Linked DNA regions of Mus musculus: regions 1, 2 and 4 are each linked to region 3. Evidence: chromatin contacts called from public Hi-C and HiChIP or PLAC-seq data. All regions are on one chromosome and are shown on one strand. Each heading gives the region's core, a stretch centred on a gene start, on an enhancer-like site or on the middle of the called end of the contact. The rest is flanking DNA. Distances are from core to core; before and after follow the strand shown. Region 1 overlaps Maml3 (mastermind like transcriptional coactivator 3). Region 2 overlaps Maml3 (mastermind like transcriptional coactivator 3). Region 3 overlaps Maml3 (mastermind like transcriptional coactivator 3). Region 4 overlaps Maml3 (mastermind like transcriptional coactivator 3).

Evidence for each region. Hi-C and Micro-C count contacts between places; a contact is called where the count stands out from the background. HiChIP or PLAC-seq counts read pairs in DNA pulled down with a chosen protein or histone mark.
Region 1: a contact with region 3 is called in an H3K27ac HiChIP or PLAC-seq map of microglia, with 4 times the contacts expected there. The contact joins two enhancer-like sites. A contact is called at or near these places in 1 of 15 datasets of contacts at CTCF or cohesin (the NIH/3T3 cell line), 1 of 484 Hi-C or Micro-C datasets (nephron progenitors) and 7 of 115 datasets of contacts at active chromatin or transcription factors (craniofacial prominence, embryonic basal ganglia, embryonic stem cells and 4 more).
Region 2: a contact with region 3 is called in an HNF4G HiChIP or PLAC-seq map of pancreatic cancer cells. The contact joins two enhancer-like sites. A contact is called at or near these places in 4 of 39 promoter capture datasets (cranial neural crest, frontonasal cranial neural crest, maxillary cranial neural crest and 1 more), 5 of 115 datasets of contacts at active chromatin or transcription factors (acute myeloid leukemia, embryonic basal ganglia, memory CD8 T cells and 2 more) and 1 of 9 other capture datasets (embryonic tail).
Region 4: a Hi-C map of cerebral cortex shows a contact between it and region 3, with 4 times the contacts expected there. The contact joins two enhancer-like sites. A contact is called at or near these places in 1 of 15 datasets of contacts at CTCF or cohesin (the NIH/3T3 cell line), 3 of 484 Hi-C or Micro-C datasets (Sertoli cells, cerebral cortex and nephron progenitors) and 10 of 115 datasets of contacts at active chromatin or transcription factors (astrocytes, craniofacial prominence, embryonic basal ganglia and 7 more).

Annotation. Positions count from the first base shown.
Region 1 is chr3:51,777,612-51,780,311 of GRCm38.p6, forward strand. The region is part of intron 2 of Maml3 (mastermind like transcriptional coactivator 3); the gene reads right to left. Among named protein-coding and RNA genes, the nearest start is that of Gm46803, 71 kb to the left of the region's middle. Within about 2 kb of position 1,355, at least 76 of the 459 cell types and tissues checked have an H3K27ac peak or open chromatin away from gene starts, as enhancers often do. A contact at or near this core is called in microglia, where this site is marked.
Region 2 is chr3:51,738,078-51,740,777 of GRCm38.p6, forward strand. The region is part of intron 2 of Maml3 (mastermind like transcriptional coactivator 3); the gene reads right to left. Among named protein-coding and RNA genes, the nearest start is that of Gm46803, 32 kb to the left of the region's middle. RefSeq lists an enhancer at 775-1,779. Within about 2 kb of position 1,449, at least 105 of the 459 cell types and tissues checked have an H3K27ac peak or open chromatin away from gene starts, as enhancers often do. A contact at or near this core is called in acute myeloid leukemia and pancreatic cancer cells, where this site is marked.
Region 3 is chr3:52,087,139-52,089,838 of GRCm38.p6, forward strand. All of the region lies in intron 1 of Maml3 (mastermind like transcriptional coactivator 3), which reads right to left. Among named protein-coding and RNA genes, the nearest start is that of Maml3, 17 kb to the right of the region's middle. Within about 2 kb of position 1,388, at least 349 of the 459 cell types and tissues checked have an H3K27ac peak or open chromatin away from gene starts, as enhancers often do. A contact at or near this core is called in acute myeloid leukemia, cerebral cortex, forebrain and 2 more, where this site is marked.
Region 4 is chr3:51,795,231-51,797,930 of GRCm38.p6, forward strand. All of the region lies in intron 2 of Maml3 (mastermind like transcriptional coactivator 3), which reads right to left. Among named protein-coding and RNA genes, the nearest start is that of Gm46803, 89 kb to the left of the region's middle. Within about 2 kb of position 1,356, at least 87 of the 459 cell types and tissues checked have an H3K27ac peak or open chromatin away from gene starts, as enhancers often do. A contact at or near this core is called in cerebral cortex and forebrain, where this site is marked.

The sequences.
Region 1 (2,700 bases), core at 105-2,604, 310 kb before region 3:
AGTAATGTAGGTGAGGTAGACAAGAGAAAGTTTCAACCAAAGATGGTGTGCTGGCTGACACAGCACAGGTATGACCCACGATAAGAGCACACGTGTGCCCTCAAGCAGGCTGCACCTCGGAGGCAGAAGTGACTCATGGTGGAACATCTGTACCTCTGGGCACAGAACACATCAGGACGGACCTATCTTTGCCAACAGTACACTGCAAAATGGGAGATTATTGGCAAGGAAATTCAAGGGGCTGCCTTGGTGACAAAAGTAAGTGTGGTCTGGGCACTTGGGCAGACAGTTCATAAGCATGGCGCTGTATTCTAAGAGATGCCTTCTCTCATCACACAAAAGAAACGACCCTGAACTTGAACACATCAAGGCCCATGTTCAAGGGGCACCTGAGAATAGTTAGAACTCAGTTTGTGGCGAAGGCCCAGATGCTGCTCAGTTGTCAGCAAAGGTGGGCAATTTCCTCCACACTTACAGTTATGTTTCTAATATGCTAAGCTGTGTTCAAACTGTTATCCCCTGTTCATTTATCTACTTATCCATTCACATATCCATCCATCCATCCATCCATCCATCCACTCTTCAAATAACTGTGTATATATACAAGAGCTTCCCAATGTCTCTGGTGACCTCACTACTTTCAATGAATATGCATCAGCGTGGAAGTGAAGGGTGTATGTCCCGAGCCTGTGGCCAACCACTGCAGGTCCCACACCATGCCTAAGCCCCATGATTTTTATTATCACCATCTTTATTGGCCTCTGAGGGGAGAGGGTATTATAGCTCTGTGGCTTTGGAGAGTTCTTTCTTTAGTGAACTGCCAAGCCTCAGCAGTAGCTCCCAGATCACAGGACAGGGGAATTTTTTTTATGACCACACTGCAGTTTTCATCAGGAGAAGTGAAAGAGAGGAAGCAGATGACAGGGATATACAGACAGATAAGCCTAACAAAGCCCAAAGGCGAGTGGTGACCATTCTTCTTCTTACCTTTGTGATCCTCCCCTCCCACTCTTTCTGTCACCTCTTCCAGTATCCCCTACCAAACCAGGCTCCACAAGAATCTAAATTGGCTTAGCCTCAAAGAAACGGAAACATAAAGTTGTTTATTATGCCCTGTATCATGCTTTTAAAAACATGGCTCTCAGAACCCATCTCGGTGTGAGCAGTCTGTGCATGTGCGTGTGTGTGTGCTCATAGGGTGGGGGGAGAGAAGAGTACAGTGTGAGTAGGCGTGTGTGTGTGTGTGTGTGTGTGTGTGTGTGTATGAGAGAGAGAGAGAGAGAGAGAGGAGGCAGCCCATGAGTGGCAGCGTGCGACTCCCTCCTCTGCTTTGCAGAGCTGAGAGGCTCTTCTCTCTCAGAGCAATTACTACAAATGATTTATGTGGCCAGTCAAGAGGGCCTGCCAGGGTTCTTATTTCATCTCCAGAAAAAGGAGCTCTGCTGGAATGTTATCAGGGAGCTTGGGATTAAACTGACAGCTGCCTTTTGTTTTCCCGTGAAAGCTCTTCTCCTCTGGACACGTGCGCACTTTCCACACAGAGAGCCGGAATTCTAGGCTGCAAAGCCCAGCTAGGAAAGAGCCACAGGGAGGAACCACAGTTCACTGCAGAGGAGAGGTCTCCTTCTCCCCTCTGTATTTATCTTCAGAGGATGTGTACCTGGATTCCATTTCAGATGAGCCGGCTCTGCAGGCTGGAAGACTGGCTTTTTATTGAGCTGTGCACATATGAGCAGGGCACCACGTCTTGACCCTCTGTTACCAAGCTCATCTTAGCTTCTGCTAGGGAATCAAAGGCCCCTCGCAATGTAGGTCAGTGAAATGTGACGCTGGCTCTCAATCTCTGCCAGCCTGGCACATGTCAGGTCACAAGGAACCAACGGGGCTGTGAAACCAGGCAGGAAGCAATGCGGTTTGGGTAGGCAGGGAAGTGCACTGGACACAACCATGGAACGTGTGTGCTCTCACCTGCAGATACCCCAACTCTTAATATAACTATGGTGCTATTCCCTAGGCTGGGGTCATAGACTTGGCTAGCTACAGCCCACCCAGCACACCCAGCCATGGTTTGCTGTATGAAGGAAGCAAGGAGCTGGCCAGCCCTGAGGCTGATTAAAGAAAAGCATTTATTTGTGTACATACACATACACGCACACACATATACACATGTCCATGCACAAAGATGCATACACACATGTATATACACATACACAAATGTACATGCACATATACACATGTACATATACACACAGATGACTTTGTACACATACACACATGTACAAACACATACACACATGTATACAGACACACACATACATGCATACACACATGAACACACACATATACCTATATATACATGCACACATGTGTACATGCATAAATACATATATATATATATATATATATACACATACACACAAGAACATACACACATATGTATACACACACACACACACACACACACACACGATACCCTTCCTGGTGCTCAGATGACTACACCACAAAGTTATAAAGATAAATCATAGTAAATACAGATTTGAAAAACTCTCAAGGGAACAGAGAAGCATGCAATGAAAAGAGATTGTGGGTGGAAATGAGCAAGAGGTCTTACAGAAGAGGAAGGATTCTAATAAAATATGTAGACTATAAAAATCATCTTTATGGTTTTATATTTTCTGTCCTGTCCAGAGAGTCTTTTGC
Region 2 (2,700 bases), core at 199-2,698, 350 kb before region 3:
TACCCTCAAGCAAAACCAAAGGCCCCTAAGAAAGCACTGAGTCTCTCATCTCCCACAGCAGCCCAGTGACAGGTACTGATCAAGTCTTGAGGTTGCCATTGTCATCAACTGCATCATGTTCCCAATCTCAGAGTGAGTTCTCAGAGGCCAGAGGACAGGAGACACCAGACAAATGAAGGGCTAGGGCAGGAGAATCCTAGGCTGAGGGAGCAGCCGGCCCAAAGATGGAACACAGCAGACTCACTTCTGAACTTTGTGGTCCACAGCATGACTAAAGATGAGATAGAGGACTCAGCAGGTAACAGGTGCCCAAGGACAATAGGCTTTGAGTGGGTTAAGTGGGCATTGTAAGCTAAGGGTGAAGGGACTCATATTTCCTCTGGAAGGCAGCTGACCTGTGAATGGGTTGAAGGACAACTGAATATTCTCAGGACTATGTCCAAGCATGTGATAATAATAGCCCGAGCGCGGAACGAATGAATGAATGAATGAATGAACGAATGAATGCCTAGAGAACAATAGAAATAATTAGGGTTCAATCCTGAAGCCCACTCGTAAGAATGACTACACTTAGAGGGTTGCATATTTTACTTTTAGAGAGTGGGAAGAATAATTTTGTGAACTATGAAAAGAATTTAAATCCTGTGTTGCTCCATTAATGATCAAGACAAGACATGTCTTAATAAGAGAATTAGCAGCACAAAAAAAAAGAAAAGAAAACAAAAGAAAAAAGGAAAAGAAAAAAAAAAGATAAAAGGGAAAAAAAGAAAAAAAATCCTGGGAGGAGAAACTGTTGGGGGAGGATCATGTTTGGGAACTAATTGAAGATTTGCGATAGTAATTTTTAAATCATAGACATGAATTAAGTCTGGACCGTGATGGCTGCATTCACTACACACAGCGGTTGGAGGATGATACAAATGGTTATATGATATTATATATTGAACCTCCACATTACAAGATTGTTGGAAATTAAGCTGTTTGTAACTTCCTTTGGAGGCAAGAGAAATATGTGTGCAAATGTTAATCAGGCCCCCGACCTGTCTTTTGGTGCAGTTTGATAGCCATATCTGGGATGGGAGCCAAACTCTCCTTTAGGGGAGAGCTAGCAGTCCCTAGAGCCTCGGTGATGAATTGCAGAGTCTGGGAACAGGAGAGGAAGTGGCCAGGACTAGAACAAAGGGCTGGAGCTGTGGTGGGTGCCTGGCTCCTCGTGGCTGCAGGCGGTATGTTCTGTGACTCTGGCTTTTATACAGCTCCTTTCTCAGCCCTCAGAATTCTTAATCCTATTTTCATTGCCCTAGGTAAACCGGAAAATATTTCCTTCTTGAATGCGGTTACTCACACAATAAACAGGTAATAAACATTTTACTGCCCTGAGCAGCCTCCTGCCGGGCAGGCAGGCTGGGGAGAAAAGGCTGCAGTGGGTGACCCCCTACAGGACAAACTGCAGGCGACAAAGGAGGCTAGTAACCCTTTAATAGTGCTCACCTCAGTGGTTCCGGGAGAGTGACCCTGAGCTGCTGGCACGAATTAGCCAGCCCCAGCGCTAGGGAGTCCTCCCTGCTTGAGGCTAGTAAGGGAAGATTTGATTTCACCAAAAGGCAATTTAGTTGCCATTTCAAAGCTCTGGCTGGCTAAACTAAGGATGTGGATGAAGCAGGGTTTACAATCTCTCATCTTAAACCTTGAGCAGGGAGCTCTGAAGGCTGGAAGGCCGGAGAAGTAGTTCTGGAAACAGGGATTCTCTCTCTAGTTTGCATCTTGCTTTCCAACACATCTTTATTTCCTTGTTCTTCTTGATATCTTCTCTGTATATCTGATTAGATAATTCTTATCATCCTTTGTCTTGTGCAAAACACAGTGGACATCTTATCTTCCCTCTCTCCCTCCCCTTCTCCCTCCCCTTCTCCCTCCCTCTCTCCCTCCCCTTCTCCCTCCCTCCCTCCCTCCCTCCCTCTTTCCCTCCCTCCCTCCCTCCCTCCATCTTGCTTTTCTGAACATCAAACCCAGGGCTTTGTGCATGCATCCTAATCCAACATCATGTAGATGTGTGTGTGTGTGTGTGTGTGTGTGTGTGTGTGTGTGTGTGTATGTGTGTGTGTATACACATCACACACATACACACACACATATATATACACATACACATACTCTTAAAAACATTTCATTTTTCATGTATTTATTATTTAGGGGCACTGTGGAGGTTAGCCAGTTCTCTCCTTCCACCTTGAAGATTTCTGAGGAGGAAACTCGATCACCAAGCTCGGTGGCAAAGTGATTTCACCAGTGGAGCCATCCTGTTCTCCAACATTTTTTCAATCACACCCAGGGTTCCCTCAAAAGCCTGCTACCAGGCTGGGAGAGATGGCTCAGTGGATAAGATTCTTACCAGGCAAGCCTGAAGATCACAGCTCAGATCCCCAGACCCACAAAAGGCAGACAGATGTGTTAGAAGGCACCTGAAACCTTGATTCACTTGCGGTGAGATGGAAGGCAGAGACAGGACAACACCTCCAGCTAGCCGGACTTCTACAGTGGTGATCAATAAGAGACTCTGCTCAAAGCAAGCTGGGAGCAAGGACAACCAAGACTGTCCTCTAGTCTGTACATCTGCTCTGCTCTGTCTGTCTGTCTCACTCATTCTCTCTCCATCTCTCTCTGTCTCTCTGTCTCTCTCTCATTCTCTCCCTCCTCTCT
Region 3 (2,700 bases), core at 138-2,637:
GAACTTAAAAACACTTTTTTCAAGGCCAAAAATATATCAATTCCCATAGCACAGCCCAATGTGTAAATAAAAATCTCCGATTAGTCATTAGTAGGACATACATACATACATACATTCATACAAGAGACAGCAGCATTGGCCTTGAAATGACATTTCTTCATGAGGAAAAGAAATAGATTTATCCCAACATCATAACCAAATCAACCTTCATAGGTGTTCTACACCAAAAGGTTTCATAGGAGCTAGGAAATGGCTTAGGGGGTAAAGCCCTTGCCACAGAAGTATAAGGACCAGAGTTCAAATCCCCAGTGCCCATGTAAAGGCTCAGTGGATGTAACAGCCCACTTGTAGTCCCAGCACTCTGTGGAGGCAGGTGATTCCTGGAGCAGGCTGATTGGCTAGACAGTGGTAGCGACGTTCCTGCCTCAAGATGGAAGAAGAAAGCAATGGAGGGTGATACCGAACACCCACCTCTGGCCTCCACATGCACACACACAGACAAGCACAGATACATACATACATATGAGAGAAGGACGAAGACTTCCTAGAGACCAAGAACATGGAGCTTTTTGGTGTTCCTCAATCAAAGTGTGAGTGGTATCCATTTCCTCCATGCATGCAGTTCCTGGAATAAAAATATTCTCCCTCACGGGCACAATAGCCCAGGCTACAGCCTCCCCTCCTGGAGTGTGAGCCTCGCTGGGTCTCGCCTTCTGCTGTGTTTGAAAGAACCTTTCCCAGGGCCATGTGTTCTTTTGGGGATCATTTCCATATTTGGGGGAGCAAAGAAAAGGAGCCAGGGTGGGTGGCCCTAACCAACAGTGATCAGAGACATCCAGGACTCAGGGAGACGGAGAAACCCTGGTCTTGGGAAGAGTCAGCACAGTGGCAGAGGAGAGGCTTCAGAGGAAAGTGGAGTTAATCAGCCTTTTTATGCACACACACATGCTGGCTTCACACATTCAAAAAATAGACCCAGGCTAAGCATAGGGCCTGTTTTAGCCCTATGTAAAAACTGGATAGATGGCGACTCTCTCTTTTTTTGTAGCAGGAGCCCTGCCTCTAGCATCCGAGCCAGTCTTAGCTAGCTGAGCCTTAGGAGTAGGGAAGCAACTTGAAAAGGGCTCTGAAAAAATACAAACGACTCTCACTTTCACCAGGAATACTGAGTATCCAGGATTCTATACATTTATCAATTAATTAGGTTGTACGTAAAAAAAAAAAATGCTCTCTTTGTAATAGTTGCCACGGAGATATCGTGTAAAAAAAGGTCCTAGTGTGTATTTGTGGGACAAACGGTTTGCTGAGTGACCAAAGTCAGGAGCAATGACTGCTTACCAAATGCAAGCTGCTGGGCTTGGCCTGAGACTGCAATAGTACAGCAAGCCTGGCCCGGGGCCAAGAGCATGCCTGCCAGGGAGACAGGAAGTCACTGAGAGCTCCCACAGACCCATGGCTGAGAGAGTTCCCCAAACAAAAGGCAGCCACTGACTTCCACAACCGGCCTGCCATGAGACCATATGGTCAGCAGTATTGTCTCGCCACAACACAGAGGCCTGTCTTCAGGGGCCTGTGCCTGTAGCTGTCGACCCCGTATCTGTCTTAGGATTACTTCACTATTTTACGACTTTTCTGGGAATTCACTTCCGTGTAACCTAGCTTGGTACACGGCGAGAAAAATGGTATCCTCCCCACCCCCCCACCCCCCCATCTCCGATTTAGCCTGATGAGTCACCTTTGTCTTCACGGCAAAAGAGTAATGAACACCAAACCTACTTGCTATTTATTCACAGGGCACGGAGGAAGGGAGTGGAAGGGACCGTGTGGACAGAAGGGAAAACTGGACACTTAAAGTTTCTTGCTCTGATCCCTGTTGACGCTGGGTTTAATTTATAGGGAGACCCAAACCTTTTGGCTCATCCCTTTCTTCTCTGGGAGTACCCACTTCAAAGAATTCTCTAGTCACTGTGTGGAGACCCTGCTGCTGAGAGCCGCCAAAGGCGAAGACAGATTGGTTCGCCTATAAACACCTGACAGTCATTTTCTTCCTCAGCAGAACTCGTCAAAAAGCCCCTCCCAATAAGGCATGCTCTCCCAGAATATTCCAGCTAGATCCTCTCTGTCTCTTCCCCCAAGATCATGACGATCCCCACTGTGGATAAGGGCTTGATTTGGTTCACCAAGGAAAAAACCATAGAAAAACTAAAGACAGTGGAATGCCCAACCATCTAGTCTTTGCCTTTAGGAGTCTCGTGCTCTCTCCCTTCTCCCCTCCCTCCCTCTTTCTCTTCCTCCCTCTCTTATTTCTCACTCTGTCTGTCTCTGTCTCTTAGATTTTATTTTATGTGTGAGTGCCTTGCCTGAATGTATGTATATGCACTAAGTATATGCAGTGCCCGAGGCCGGAAGACAGCATCAGACTCCCTAAAACTGGAGTTACATACAGATTGTGAGCCATCATGTCAGTCCTGGGATTTAAACCAGGGTCCTCTGAAGAAACAGCTCTTAAGTTCTCAGCCTTCTCATGTGTTGTTTTGTCATATTTTCTTTTAGAAACAGGGTCTCATATATCCCAGGAGGGACAGGAACTCAACAGATAGCCAGTGATAATCCTGGTCTTCCGCCTGTACCTCCTAAGCGCCAACCAGAGATGTATGTCAATATGGCGGGTTTCATACAGTGCTCAGAACCGGACCAGCG
Region 4 (2,700 bases), core at 106-2,605, 290 kb before region 3:
CTCGCTGATCCTACGGTTAGAATAGCTTTCTTAGAGTCACCAGGTCAAGCACTTGGAGGTCCCTAAAGAGCAATGGACAACCAATGAGGTGCGAAAAGAACGGATAGGTGGCTTTTCTAGAATCGCTCTAGGATGCTCTGGAATGACAAGGCTGTTTCTGCTGCTCAGCATCATGTCAGACCTGGAGCTGTCCCGACTCTGGTTAGCATGGAGTTCCTGCTGGAGTTCTGGACAGAGGCCTCCTGCCAGCCTCACGTGGTAACTCAGGGCAACAGGTTCACTGCAGGAAAAATCCGCCCTCATGTCTTTCAGTCTCAGGAGGCCCTTTATTGGCCCTAGACATATGGCGAGGCCACGTTCTTCATCCTTAAACACAGTATCTGCTCCATCAGGAGAGGGCTTCGCTTGAGCCTGTTCCTTTCACTGACCACAAACAAGGAGAAAGCAGCCGTGGTTCGGCAGGCAGGCAGGCACCAGGATCCTGGCTGGATGGCTGCCTACGTGGGATGGTATAGGCCCCAAGGAATTGAACTCAGGACTGCCCCACATGTCAAGCCCATATCAGGCTGGGAGCCAGTCACCCTCACTGCAGTCTCAAAGAATGGGAAAGGAGGCGCAGAACTGCCTTTTGCTTTTTCACTAGACTGGGCCTATCAGCATTACAGCGGTGCCACAAGTGCACAGACCAACAGCAGCGGTGCGCCTAGTATGTCCCCTCGAAAGGCCCCGATGCCAGGCAGGGGTGGACTTAGGGACCTCTTATTTGGCTTTAAGTGTAGAACACACAAGAGAAGGCAAAGCAGAGCTTCGGAGTTAATAAGACGGCCCCGATAGAAGGCAGCCTGGACAACTGGCAACTGCATCGTCTTGTCCTTAGGAAATTCAGGGTGCTAGCTCATCCTCCTTAGAATATCAATACATGACCCCTTGTCAATCAGATCAGGCAAAATGAAATAGGCATACCTCAGAATTCACCATTATGGTCATTGTCAAGATCAGGGTAAACCACCTCGAAGGCAGAGAAGCAGGCCTAGAACCTGGCCAAAAGTCCCAGATGTGTGTGTGTGGGGTGTGTGTGTGTGTGTGTGTGTGTGTGTGTGTGTGTGTGTGTGTGAGTAGTAGTAGTAGAAGAAGAAGAAGAGGAACAACTGAGAACCACAGTGCTTACCACAAAGGCAGGGTCTTTACTTCTCACTGGCTGTCCAACTCTGTCCTTTCCTAGTATGTGCAGACAGACAGACAGACAGACAAAACACACACACACACTAGCCATGTCGGTCAGGGCTAATGCAACTGAGAAGGAACGGCAGCCGTTGGTGTCCCTGACGCTCCTGGGGCTGAGGCTTCAGTGCGCATGCGCAGGAGCAGTGCTGTCTTTTCCCCGCCCTCCGTGTTTGTGTGTGATCCCGGTAGAGGTGGCAGAATGGGATATAACTGAAGTCCTGAGCAGCTCTCAGGCCACATGCCCTGGTTGTTTTCTCCATCTTTCTTCACTGGGTCCACTTTCTCTCTTTGCTGTTGTTGTAAGAGCCTCATAACCCGTACTTGGCTACTGTGTATTGTCTGCCTGAATGGAAGCGACTCCAGGGTAGAGTTCTGTATTTTAGGACCTATGTCAGTGGCTGGCATGAAAGAGGTGCTTGGTAGATTTTTGTTTAAGGAATGAACGCCTATTAGCCATTCTAATTTAGACTCCAGTTACTTGAATTGATGAGTGCAAAAGACTTGCTCATCCGCTTGAAACGTGTACCCACCCCTAGCCCTCAGGCTCCGCACAGCTCCCCCGGTCCAAGCCACAGTTGCTTCTGACACAGCCAAGTAATCACTGTCACTTGGCCAAATTGAGGAGGAAGTGAAATATTTACTGGAGCAGAAATTCCAGGGGTCAGTAGCCTGGCTTGTGCTCACATAAGTAATGATGGTTAGTGACACTCCAGCCCACCTTGGTGTTTATTGTGAGGCACAGCTGGCCACTGCGTGGTTTTGGCTTGTGATTCATGAGTATTCAGAATGGCTCCATATCTTCAGAGTCTTCATATTGTCACCAGAAACAATAAATAAATCCTAGCTTAAATGCCCTTCTAGACTCAGAGTGCTTCACACACATACTTTCTGCATATCTTTGAAAATGGTCTTGGAAAATACGCAAGAAAAATGGAGAATGAAATTAAAACCCCAAACTGGCAAGGTGGCTTTAGTGGATGAAGGAATTTCCTGCCAAGCCTGACTACTTGGAAAATCAATCCTGGGACAGCACGTGGTTGAAGGAAGGAAATGACACAAGCACACAACACAACACACACACACACACACATGCACACAGGAGTTAATGTAACAAATGTAATAAATACAATAAATCACAGTGAAACCAGGGACTTATTAGTATCTCCCAGTTGTTGAGATATAAAGAGTGAATAGTTTGTCAACCAAACAAAGACAACGGGCATAAACTCTGACGGACTGTTTGAGGCAGAGAGTATGGATGGTTGTTCTAGGTCTAACCAGCTTCCATCATGATAGAGGATGGGGAAGGGTAACAAACCTGAGTGTACTGAAAATGTCCAAAGCCTGTGATTTGTATCCAACTCAGTTTGAGTCAGAGGATCACGGATGTTGAATACAATACTCATATTGTCAATCATGCGCTAATTTCACGAGTTTTGTAAGTATCAAGCAAGTCTGTTCAATAATTGACCTAGC